Linked DNA regions of Sus scrofa: region 2 is linked to region 1. A link is a contact called in public Hi-C data. All regions are on one chromosome and are shown on one strand. Each heading gives the region's core, a stretch centred on a gene start, on an enhancer-like site or on the middle of the called end of the contact. The rest is flanking DNA. Distances are from core to core; before and after follow the strand shown.

What was found. A called contact is a pair of places that touch in the nucleus more often than the background predicts.
Region 2: a contact with region 1 is called in a Hi-C map of liver, with 1.9 times the contacts expected there. The contact joins two enhancer-like sites. A contact is called at or near these places in 1 of 47 Hi-C or Micro-C datasets (liver) and 1 of 2 datasets of contacts at active chromatin or transcription factors (alveolar macrophages).

Annotation. Positions count from the first base shown.
Region 1 is chr16:46,220,919-46,226,839 of Sscrofa11.1, reverse strand. No RefSeq gene overlaps it. Among named protein-coding and RNA genes, the nearest start is that of PIK3R1, 210 kb to the left of the region's middle. Within about 2 kb of position 2,634, at least 1 of the 83 cell types and tissues checked has an H3K27ac peak or open chromatin away from gene starts, as enhancers often do. A contact at or near this core is called in liver, where this site is marked.
Region 2 is chr16:46,409,590-46,415,510 of Sscrofa11.1, reverse strand. No RefSeq gene overlaps it. Among named protein-coding and RNA genes, the nearest start is that of PIK3R1, 22 kb to the left of the region's middle. Within about 2 kb of position 2,815, at least 31 of the 83 cell types and tissues checked have an H3K27ac peak or open chromatin away from gene starts, as enhancers often do. A contact at or near this core is called in liver, where this site is marked.

The sequences.
Region 1 (5,921 bases), core at 1,385-3,884:
CCCTGGCCTCACTCAGTGGGTTAAGGATCTGGTGTTGCTGTGAGCTGTGGTATAGGTCACAGGCACAGCTCAGGTTCTGAGTTGCTGTGGCTGTGGCACAGGCCAACAACTACAGCTCCAATTAGACCCCCAGCCTGGGAACTTTCATATGCCATGGGTGCGGCGCTAAAAAGCAAAAACAAAAAAAAAAAGTATATATGTATAAAGGAATCACTTTGGTGGTGCATAGCAGAAATTAACATAGTAAATTGACGGCACTTCAATAATAATTAAAAAAGGGACCCTGCCTTAAAGTGATGATTTACAAAGACAGTTGTCACACATATACACATTCTTCAAGGTCAGTGCCCTCAACCTAAGCTCCACTCTGGGCAGGTGTGGAGGGTGTTAGTAACACACATAACACAGTATGTCCTCCCGCTGGAAGTGAGCCCAGCAGGTGGAGAAAATGCTGAGTGGGCCTGGGCTCTTGGAGGACGAGAGTCAGTCTCCTTCCAGCTGGGGAGGTCAGTTCCCATAGCTGACGTTCTTCTGTGGTGTCAGAACAGTCACTGATCTGTTGAAAGGGCTTCCCCATTTTAGTCAAGGATGAAAATGACTGATTTTATGGGGTTTTGGGGTGTTCTCTCAACTCTTCAAGATTGGCACTGAATCATGGGCTGATAGCCTTAATACATATCCAAAGTCTTGGAAATCAGTGAGAAAATGTACACTCCATCAGGTAAATAAATACAATATAAACAGGCAATTAAAATGGCTAAATAATATATGGGGGAAATGATTTGGCCTCACTAACAATCAAAGAAGTGAAAACAAAAGCAAGATTTTCTAAATGCTCATCAACCTGGCAAAGTTAAAAAAAATGGACAGGAGTTCCCGTCGTGGCGCAGTGGTTAACGAATCCGACTAGGAACCATGAGGTTGCAGATTCGGTCCCTGCTCTTGCCCAGTGGGTTAACGATCCAGCGTTGCCGTGAGCTGTGGTGTAGGTTGCAGACGCGGCTCGGATCCCGCGTTGCTGTGGCTCTGGCGAAGGCTGGTGGCTATGGCTCCGATTGGACCCCTAGCCTGGGAATCTCCATATGCCACGGGAGCGGCCCAAGAAATAGCAACAACAACAACAACAACAACAAAAGACAAAAGACAAAAAAAAAAAAATGGACAAACTTAGCTTGATAAAGAGATGTGGAAATAAACAATCATACCTTGTTAGCGGGAATGTAAATTGCTGTACTTTGGGGGAAAGTTCGGTTTAACAATATTTATTAAAAATGTTATTTGCACACACAGTCTGGCCCAATCAGCTCCCTTTAGGAATTTACCCTCAGAAGCTCATCATTAAATATGCGAACAAATATATCCACTAGAATGTTTATTACTCCCTTACTTGTAGTAGCCAAAAACACTGGAGGCAGTCCAAGTGTTTTATACATTGCAGCAGGATCATTCATCAAGATACTCTGCTTTGTCTTCTATGTATGTGTTACCTCCATTCCAAGAAAACGGGCAGGCTCCTTGCCACTGGGGAGGTGTATGTCATATAGCAGCAAGCAGAAGCTACCACCGAGAAGGCCTTCCTTGACTTTTTTTTTTTTTTTGAAAATGAGTTCATTTTCAAGCAGTTAAACCAGGGAGGGGAAACGTGAGACAGAAGCAGAGAGGAAGAACAGTGGAGGTCCCCAAGGAGGAGACAGGGCTCTGTGGGTCCCATGTGTTGTGGGGTCAACTACTCTGCTCCCAAGCTTTGCCCAAGGGTAGAAAGGGGATAGGGACACAAAAGGGATCCCAGCCTGAGACACCTGACCCCACCAACCTTGGTGGCAATGACCAGCATTAAGCACCAAGTTTACTGGACTTCAGAGAAACATTTAGGCTGAATGGATTTGACTTCAGCAGTATGTGAAGTGGGCTAAAGAACAATGAGATTTATCTGAATATCGGACTCCTCATGCATGCCATGGAGATGCTGGGGGCAAGGAGGAGGGAAAGGAGCTTCAGGGGTGACTGTCTTTGATTTATTCCCCAGCCTGGAGGAAAGTGAAGAGTAGGGTTTAATTTGATTTAGAGAAGTAAACAAATGGGGCATTTCCTGCACACCTGAATTTTCCAACTTGTATCAAATCTGCCACAATGTCTTTCCTACTAACTCGATCTGTTTTCTGGTAACAGAATTGTGAGAGGGCTCATAAGGCAGGAGAAGGCTAGGGCCAACCCATGATACACACAGTTTCATGCCAGCTGACAGAAGTTTTTGTATAAAGGTGATGTTCAACAAAACGAAAAACAGAGCCAGAGAAAAGGGTACTGATGTGCTGTTACAGAAGCCACATGCCAACTGAGGGAGACCTAGGGGAAACTGCTTTATGGTTTCAAAGAATGAGGTCTAGCACTCAAAGAACAGGGTAATCCACCTTATGAATCAAAGGAACAGGAGGTCTATGGGACCTCTTTGTTTACTTTTCACTCAAGGGACAGAGACTGTGTCAGACCCTGTTTCAACCAACCCCCAGGAGAGGGTCTTTGGCCAATAAGGGCTACACAATTGGATTCTGGATGTGCTCACAGGGCTGTGGACTGCAAAAGACTACCAGGCCTTCCAAACAAACAGGAGCAGAATGTTTGTCCTTGAGCGTCTGGAAAAGCTTGGATCCAAACACATGGAGAGACATCAAGCATTTAAAATCAGCAAAGAGTGTACTCTGTTGACATAGCTTTCTGACACAGGGTTTGAGAACCTTGAACCAGAAATCTCTTTGGGCCTGTTTTGGAACTAGCTTTCCATGGGAAGTTTGAAGGCAAATCTGATTTTTCTTTGTGATTTAAGACTGGGCACACACACGAGTCTAGAACTGAAAGTCATGAAACAGGAAAACCTAGTCAAAACATTAAGGTTAACTAACACTGCTTTTATTCTTGGTTTGGGGCTAAAGTGAGTAAAATCAGTAACTGCTTTGTTTCTGTATTTCTCTCTTTCCACAAAACATTTTCAATACTCTAATAAGGCAGACACTACATCATTCCACAAGAAACTCCAGTCACCAAAAAAGCCTTCAAGAGATGAACTTGATAAAGCAGTGTTTCACAAAGATTGACATACTGATTTTCAGTTAGGCGTATGATGTCATTCTCCTTTTTTGTCTATTAAAGATTCCTTTCTGAAACTCTAATTTGAAAAGATACATACACCTCAATATTCATAGAAGCACTATACAATAGCCAAGACGTGTAAGCAACCTAAATGCCCCTTGACAGATGAATGGATAGAGAAAATGTGATATATATATCACACACACAAACACACACACACACACACACACACACACACACACACACTCTCAATGGAATACTACTGACGTAAAAAGGGATGAAATAATGCCATTTGGAGCAACATAGATGGACCTAAAGATTATCATATTAAGTGAAGTTAAATCAGACAGAAAATGACCAATATCTATGATATCACTTACATTTGGAATCTAAAAAATAGTGATACAGGCTGAATAGCATTGAGAACTATGTCTAGATACTCATGTTGCAACAAAAGAAAGGGTGGGGGAAAAACTGTAATTGTAATGTATACATGTAAGGATAACCTGACCCCCTTGCTGTACAGTGGGAAAATAAAAAAAAAAAGTAGTGATACAAATGAACTTATTAACCAAACAGAAACAGACTCATAGACATAGAAAACAAACTTACAGTTACCAAAGGGAAAAGGGGGAGGAGGGATAAATTGGGATTTTGGGGTTAAAAGATACACACTATTGTATATAAAATAGGTAACCAACAATGGCCTACTGTATAGCACAGGGAACTATGTTCAGTATCTTGTAATAAACTATAATGGGAAAGAATTAGAAAAATATTCTATAATTCATATATGTATATATCACTTTGTTATACACCTGAAACATTGTAAATCAACTATATTTCGATAAAAACAAAAAACTCCAAAAACAAATTATATATTTTAAGATCAATAATGAAAAATAAAATTAAATAGAATAAATTAAAAAAAATTCCTTCAATCTGAATAGAATATAAAGACAAAAACATTACAAAAACATAATTTCCTAGTCAACTGAGAGAACTCAGGTCAAAAGTAGAAACATTGTGAAAGCAGTTTGCTTTGCCTCTTCTCTCTGGTTTTGGACATGTTTATATATGTCTAGAGGTCTCTGCAACAATTTCATTACAAATCTGCCTCATATCTTTGGCAGACAGGAGACATGTAACGATGTGTGGTGCTGACTGGGTCATACCTAGGGAAGCTGAGAGATGGTCAGGCCTCAAGATCATCACCCCTGCAGTTTAACTGGCAGTAGCTAATGTGTTGCCTGTTTGCTGACATCCTCAGAGATGAACAGGACAAGCCATAGGCATCTGGCACCCAACCTTTGCAATTCTTGATTACATCAATCAGTTTTTAAGATGAACTGGCCACTGGAAAGTTTGGGGGAATTTTAGGCTTTGTAACTCAATAAAGACATTGTCAATTATGAATGCAATTGATTCTAGTTTGTTTTAGAGTTTTCAAGATGCTGGGTTTTCTCTTAAGCAATTTACATGTGGTAATTCATTTAATTCTGTCATCAATACTATGAAGTAAGTATTTAATATAATTTTATGATATATAAATCTGTCCTGGGTCATATGGCCAATGAGTTAGAGACGAGAATCAAGTCCTTGTCTATCTGACACCAAAACTCAATTAAATTTTTTAAAAATTTAATTTCATTTTTAAAATTTATTTTAATTTCACATTGTTACTTTAAGAGTTGGTAGTTGACATTAGCTGACATACGATATTACATCAGTTTCAGGTGTATTATAAATGATCTGACATTTAAATACATTATGAAAGGATCTCTGTAAGTCTAGCAACATCTGTCACCAACCAAAGTTACTGCAGTTATTACTGACTATTCCTTACGCTGGATATTTCAAACTGTGACTTATTTCATCACTGGAAATTTGTACCTCTTAATCCCCTTTATCTATTTCACCCAGTCCCCCACTCTCCCCAAATTCTGGCAGCCACCAGGTTGTTCTCCATATCTATGAATCTATTTCTTTTTTTTTTTTTTTTGTCTTTTGTCTTTTGTTGTTGTTGTTGTTGCTATTTCTTGGGCCGCTCCTGCGGCATATGGAGGTTCCCAGGCTAGGGGTTGAATCGGAGCTGTAGCTGCCGGCCTACGCCAGAGGCACAGCAACGCCGGATCCGAGCCGCGTCTGCAACCTTCACCACAGCTCACGGCAACGCCGGATCGTTAACCCACTGAGCAAGGGCAGGGACCGAACCCGCAACCTCATGGTTCCTAGTCGGATTCGTTAACCACTGCGCCACGACGGGAACTCCTGAATCTATTTCTGATTTGTTTGTATGCTTCATTTTTTTTAGACGCCACACATATAAGTGAAATCATATGGTATTTGTCTTTCTCTGTATTAAACATTTGTCATAATACTCTCTATATCCATCCATGTTGTCACCAATGGCAAGATGCCATTCTTTTTGCATGACTGAATAATACTCCATTGTATGTATGTGTGTGTGTGTGTGTGTGTATAACAACTTTTTTATCCATTCATCATTCACTGATGGACACTTAGGTTGCTTCCATATTTTGGCTATTGTAATGCATATCTATTTGAATTGGTGTTTTGTTTTCTTAAGGTAAATACCCAAAAGTGAAAGTGCTGTATCATAGAATAGTTCCTTTTTTTTTTTTTTTTTTTGTCTTTTTGCCATTTTCTTGGGCCGCTCCCTCGGCATATGGAGGTTCCCAGGCTAGGGGGCAGAGCTGTAGCCACCAGCCTACACCAGAGCCACAGCAACGTGGGATCCGAGCCACGTCTGCAACCTACACCACAGCTCACAGCAATGCTGGATCCTTAACCCACTGAGCAAAGCCAGGGAT
Region 2 (5,921 bases), core at 1,566-4,065, 190 kb before region 1:
CAGGCTGGCAGGTGTAGCTCCAGTGTAGCTCCAATTCAACCCCTAGCCTGGGAACCTCCTTATGCCACGGGTGCGGCCCTAAAAAGCTAAATAAATAAATAAATAAATACACACGAATGAAGAGTTATCTAGATAAACAAATTCAGTAGGGTTTCTTTAAATGGCTATCTCTGTTTATTTGGAATATGCTTAAAAATATCAGTTTGTCCTGTGCAAAATTTTTCAGGAATACTCCAGAATAATTGTTATTTACTTATATATATTATTTATTATGTTATTTACTTACTGTATATATATATATACACACACATATATATAACAGAAAAAAGGGCAAATACATATCAAATAACATTGTATCCTGAGACCATGACAAAAAGACATTTTATTCCTCTTTTTTTTATGGCTGCACCTGCAGCATACAGAAGTTCCTGGGCTAGGGGTAGAAGTGGAGCTACAGCTGCCACCTATACCACAGCCACAGCAATGCCAGATCTGAGCCACATCTGTGACCTATGCCACAGCTTGTGGATTCTTAACCCACTGAGTAAGGCCAGGGATTGGAACTTCATCCTCATGGAGACGTCAGGTTCTTATTCCACTGAGGCCATAATGGGAACTCCAAAAAGACATTTTAAAATAGAGCTGTTTTTCTTTGCTAACTCAACTGTTCCCTAGTCATTTTTTTCCTTTCCTCCTAGGTTTCTGAGATCTCATTCTTCTCAGCTTGGCTCCAAGGTTAGATCCTCTCCGAGAGCTTCTGATCTCACATGAATCCTCATCCTTCCCCTGAGATCCCACTGTATTGCTTTCATTTCTTTGTGCATGTGGTGCCCATATTGAGCTGAAATGACTTGCTTATACCCTGTCTTCTCCATTAGACTGAGGACTCCTTGGGGCCAAAGACTGTGGCTTATGTACTGGTCCAATGTTCAGCTCTGTGTGCAGCAGGTGCTCAGACAGTGCTGGAGGGCCTGTCTTTTGAATCTGTCTGCTGTTCTTTCCTTTGCTCTTCATTTCAACATGTCTTTTCCTCTTACTCTTTGTGATTTTCACTTGATCCTTTTGAGTTTTGATTCCAAAGTTCTTAAGAGACAGAGATCCTATTGGCTGGTGCAAGACCATAGCAGTTGTGTGTGTGTGTGTGTGTGTGTGTGAGAGAGAGAGAGAGAGAGAGAGGGAGAGGGAGAGGGAGAGGGAGAGGGAGAGGGAGAGGGAGGAGAGGGAGAGGGAGAGGGAGAGGGAGAGGGAGAGGGAGAGCGCTGAGTCACTGTCTCCCATTTCTGGCTTCGCTTCTCACATCCACAACCCATGTGCTCTACTTCCATTTTTTCCTCTCATTCCTGTTCCAAGCACATCTGAAGGTGAGAAAACTTTGTCTTACTACTGTATTTGCACTTGCCAAATACTATGCTGAATCCAGCTGCAATTCTTAAATTATTCTGGAGAAAGTGGTATATAGCTAGTGAGAAATAAATTTTCTTGCAATCTCTAGCTATAAAAATCTTGTTCTATTTTTTTTGTTAAAGTATGGCATGGTATAAGTAAAAGACTGTTTTGAACTTTTTTTGGCATTGAGAAACATAGGATAAAAATATTCCACAGTCATTACAAGTTGTTCTTTTAAGAATATCTAATGGTATGGGGAATGGTCATGAGTTCAAAAAAAAAAAAAAAAAAAGCCCACAGTATAAAGCTAAATAGAATTGGATTCCATTTACATGTGCTAAAAATTACTTTTTTATTTCTCTGCGTGTATGTATTAAGATTGCAAGGAAATATATAAAAACACTAACAAATTCTAATTCAAAGACATGGGACTAATATTTTCTTCTTTATGCTTCTTTTCTCCACTTCTCAATTTACCACCATAATAATATACTTTTTTATAATCAGAGAAAACAAAATCCTGACATGTTTTTTAAAGAAAAAAAAAAAACTCAAAAAGTTAAAACAGAGAATAGACTTGAACATTTAAAAGAAAATATATGTTAGGTATTGTATCCTGGGTAAAGGAGAGAGGCAAAGGAGCTTTCTTACTATAGAATTTTTTTTTTTTTTTTTTTTTGGCTTGGTGTGGAGTGACTTGAAGTGGGATCTCACTTCCCAGACCAGGGACTGAACCTGGGCTGCTTCATTGAAAGCTTTGAGTCCTAATCACTAGACCACCAGGGAACTCCCTGTAGTATTTTTTTTTTAATGAATGTCTAAATTCTCCAGAATGGAGGACAGTGTAATAAGGTCCCAAATATCCATCCCTCAGCTTCCCCCATCAACTGCACTTCTTTCCCCTCCCTGCTTTTTTTCAGAGCAGTTTTTGAAAGGATTCAAGTTATCCTCTAATTTGTTTGGATAGATTTTATTTTCTCTAGCTTGGCTTTTCCCTTTGGGGATGGCTCACAAAGCCTCAGAGCTTCTGAACGCACTCTGACGTGAGGGAGCAGCTTGAGTCCTCAAGTATGTGTCCCGCCTGGAGACGAAGCCCATTGAAGTCCCTGAGAGCAAACAGCTCTGAAAAGCAAAGCGATCTGGTATTTACTCAACTTTACTTCTGTCCGGTGGGTCAGAGAACAGACTCCAGTGTCCAGGATAAAGCCGGGCCTGGCCGGGTCTTGGCAGCTCAAACCGCCCCATTGTGATTCAAGATTCGGGGTGTAAACACATGCAGTGTTTAACCACCGCCAGTCCTCTTTGAATGTTTGATAGCCGTGACTGGGGCTCAGGAAGAACACAGTAGTGACTTCTTCACTGGAGCTGAGGCTGAGGCTTTATGTAGTGTTTGGGCAAACGGCACCGGCAGCTGCAAGCCCTCAATGGGTGCTTTCTAGTTGCTGAGTGGGCTGTGCTGCGTTGCTGGGAGCCGAGGTCCGGAGCTGCCCCTGGGCTGGATGGGGGGAGGAGGAGGCGGCCAGCCGCAGCCTGGGCCACCCCTTCTCGGTGACAGGTGCTGAGGGACAGGAGAAGGAGCCCCTCCCTACTGGCTCCCAAGCCTGGGCTCAGTGTCTGCCACTGACTGCCATTTTTATTGGGTTTTTGTTTCAGGAACACACACAGGACCTTGGCAGGCAGAGATGTACCCTGTGGCTTGGTCTTTCTCTGCTCAGCTAGTGGTGATGAAAACAGTAACAAAGACCCTGACTTTGCTAAATGACCAAGACTCACTCAGATAACAAGCCAGTACAGTTGCTGGCAGAGAGCCTTCTAGACGCTTGATGCAGTGTGACCTACTGGAGTGAGAAGGAGAATTGGAAGGGGAGGGCTCTCAGTTACATTTTGGTCCAATTAAAGGATACTATTATCTCCTCCTGATGTGGACTGATGATCCTGTTTATCATTAACTATCATCTACTGAGAACTTTTATGTGCCAGGTACTGAACTAGGTATTGCATGTTCATTGTCTTACCATAATCCTGCAATTTCGTTGTTGTTGTTGTTTTTTTTTTTTAACAAAGGAGAAAACTGAGTTTCAGAAAGGTTAACTCATTTGTTCAATAGTGTTACGCAGCTTATAAACGGTACAGTCAGAAATCCAATCTTGGTATGACTATAAAATAACTTATACCCTTTCTGGGAGAAACACATAGCTTATGCCCTGTAAATTTGATATTTAAAGTGCCAGGTGACTGTGGCCTAGAAAAGGCGATTTGGCCATGGGAATACAGAGTAAGTCAATAATTTATATTCAGAACAATGTCTACTCTTTTCGTTACAGAGAATTCCAGGAAAACTCAGATGAGGTAGATTCATAAGGCAGAAAAATCCCTTCTTGGGAGTTCCCGTCATGGATCAGCAGTTAACGAACCTGACTAGTAACGAACCTGACTAGTATCCATGAGGTTTGATCCTTGGCCTCACTCAGTGGATTAAAGATCCAGCATTGCCATGAGCTGTGGTGCAGCTCTCACACGTAGCTGGGATCTGGCATAGCTGTGGTGTAGGCCAGCGGCTACAGCTCTAATTTGACCCCTAGCCTGGGAACGTCCATATGCCACAGGTGTGGCCCTAAAAAGACCAAAAAAAGAAAAAAAAAATCGCTTCTTAATACTGAGGGAGTAAGAACCCTGCCTCCTACCTCCCCTAACCCCCAGTCTGGGCCTGGCGAGCCTACAAGAAAAAATTTAATGTCACTGTTCTTATTTTAAATAATTACTCCTGAATTTTTAAATGAAAAACAAGAGGTCAGTTATAAGAGCAATTTAAAATTTGCAGAAAAAATTTAGAAGACGGTAGAGAGTTCCCATATACCTCACCGACCAGTTTCCACTATTAACATCTAATAGTGCACATTTGTTATTAATGAACTGATATCAAAACATTATTAACTAAAGTCCAGTTTATTCAGACTTCCTTCATTTATTTTTTTCTTTTTTGGGTTGCACCTGAGGCATATGGAAGTTCCCAGGCTAGGGGTGGAATCAGAGCTGCAGTTGCCAGCCTACGCCACAGCCACAGCCATGCCAGATCTGAGTTCACGTCTGCAACCTACACCACAGCTCATCGCAATGCCAGATCTTTAACCCACTGAGTGACACCAGGGATTGAACGTGCATCCTCATGGATACTAGCTGAGTTCTTGACCTGCTGAGCCACAACAGAACTCCCATAGTCTTCCTTGATTTGTATCTACTGTCCTTTTCCCATACCAGGATCCCATCTAGGATGCCACATTACATTTAGTTGTCATGTCTCCTTAGGCTTCTCTTGGCTGTGAGAGTTTCTCAGACTTTTGTTGGTTTCAGTGACCTTGACAGTTTTGAGGTGTACTAGTGATTTTTAAGAGGTAAGAGAATGCCCATCCCTGGGGAGAGGTCTGTTGTTTTTCTCATGATTAGATTACAGCAGTAGGTTTTGGGCTAGAGGACCTCAGATGTAAAGTGCCATTTCATCATATCATATCAATCAAGGGTATGTACTATCAACATGACCTATGACTGTTGATGTTGACCTTGATCACCTGGCTGAGGGAGTGTTTGGCAGATTTCCCCAAAGGAAAGTTACCTTTCCCCCTACCCTCTTTTTACTATTTTCTTTCAAAGTCACTATGCACAGCCCACAGCTAAGTTGGGTACTTGGTGACTTTTAAAATAATCTTCATTGTCTCCCATCTCTCAAAGTCATTTCTTCTTCCTTAGCCTGATTTAATACCATTCATGTTAATTAACCTCTTCACCTCTGTTTCCACTCTCCAAATCATAACTATCAAATCACAGACTTTCAGAGCTCAGAGAGTGTAAAGTGCACTAGCCTGTTTGTGATTAGGTTATGTGATAGCCAGATGAAGTAGAAATGCATATACGGCTTGAAAGAATTTCATATTTAAATGTTCACTGAAAGCAAGGAAGCCTTCATCACGAGATATTCAGAGAATTGCTGGTATACTGACATTTGTTTTAAGGACCAGTGTTATTTCTACTTTGAATAACATAAAAGTATGGCATGCCATTCTCAGCATCAATGTCCCAAGCCCAGCCCCTCACCTATCTTTCACAGAGGAGTTGTGGAGGTGAAACGAGTTGTCCCAGGTCACAGAGGTGGTGTCAAGGAAATAAGGTCTCCAATTTGACCCCTAGCTGGGGAACTTCCAGAGAGAAATAGACATCCACTGTGAACACAGATTTCCCAACAAAACTCAAAGGCTGGTTGATTTTTGTAAATCTCAAAACTTCGAAACAATTAAAAATTATGTTAGAAAAATAATTAAAACTTGTCTGAGAGTAAACGTACTTGCGTGGAAAGGAAACTGAACAAAGTTAGCAGTATGCCTTTGACTGTGAACTGTTATCTGACCAGCAATATGAGTAGCAAGCTTTTTAACATTGTTATCAAGGTCCCAGATTACTTAGGTATATCTTGCTTGTAGGTCGCATTTGCCTATGTGTCTGTGTGTGTGTGTGTGTGTGTGTGTGTGTGAAGATTCAGAAAA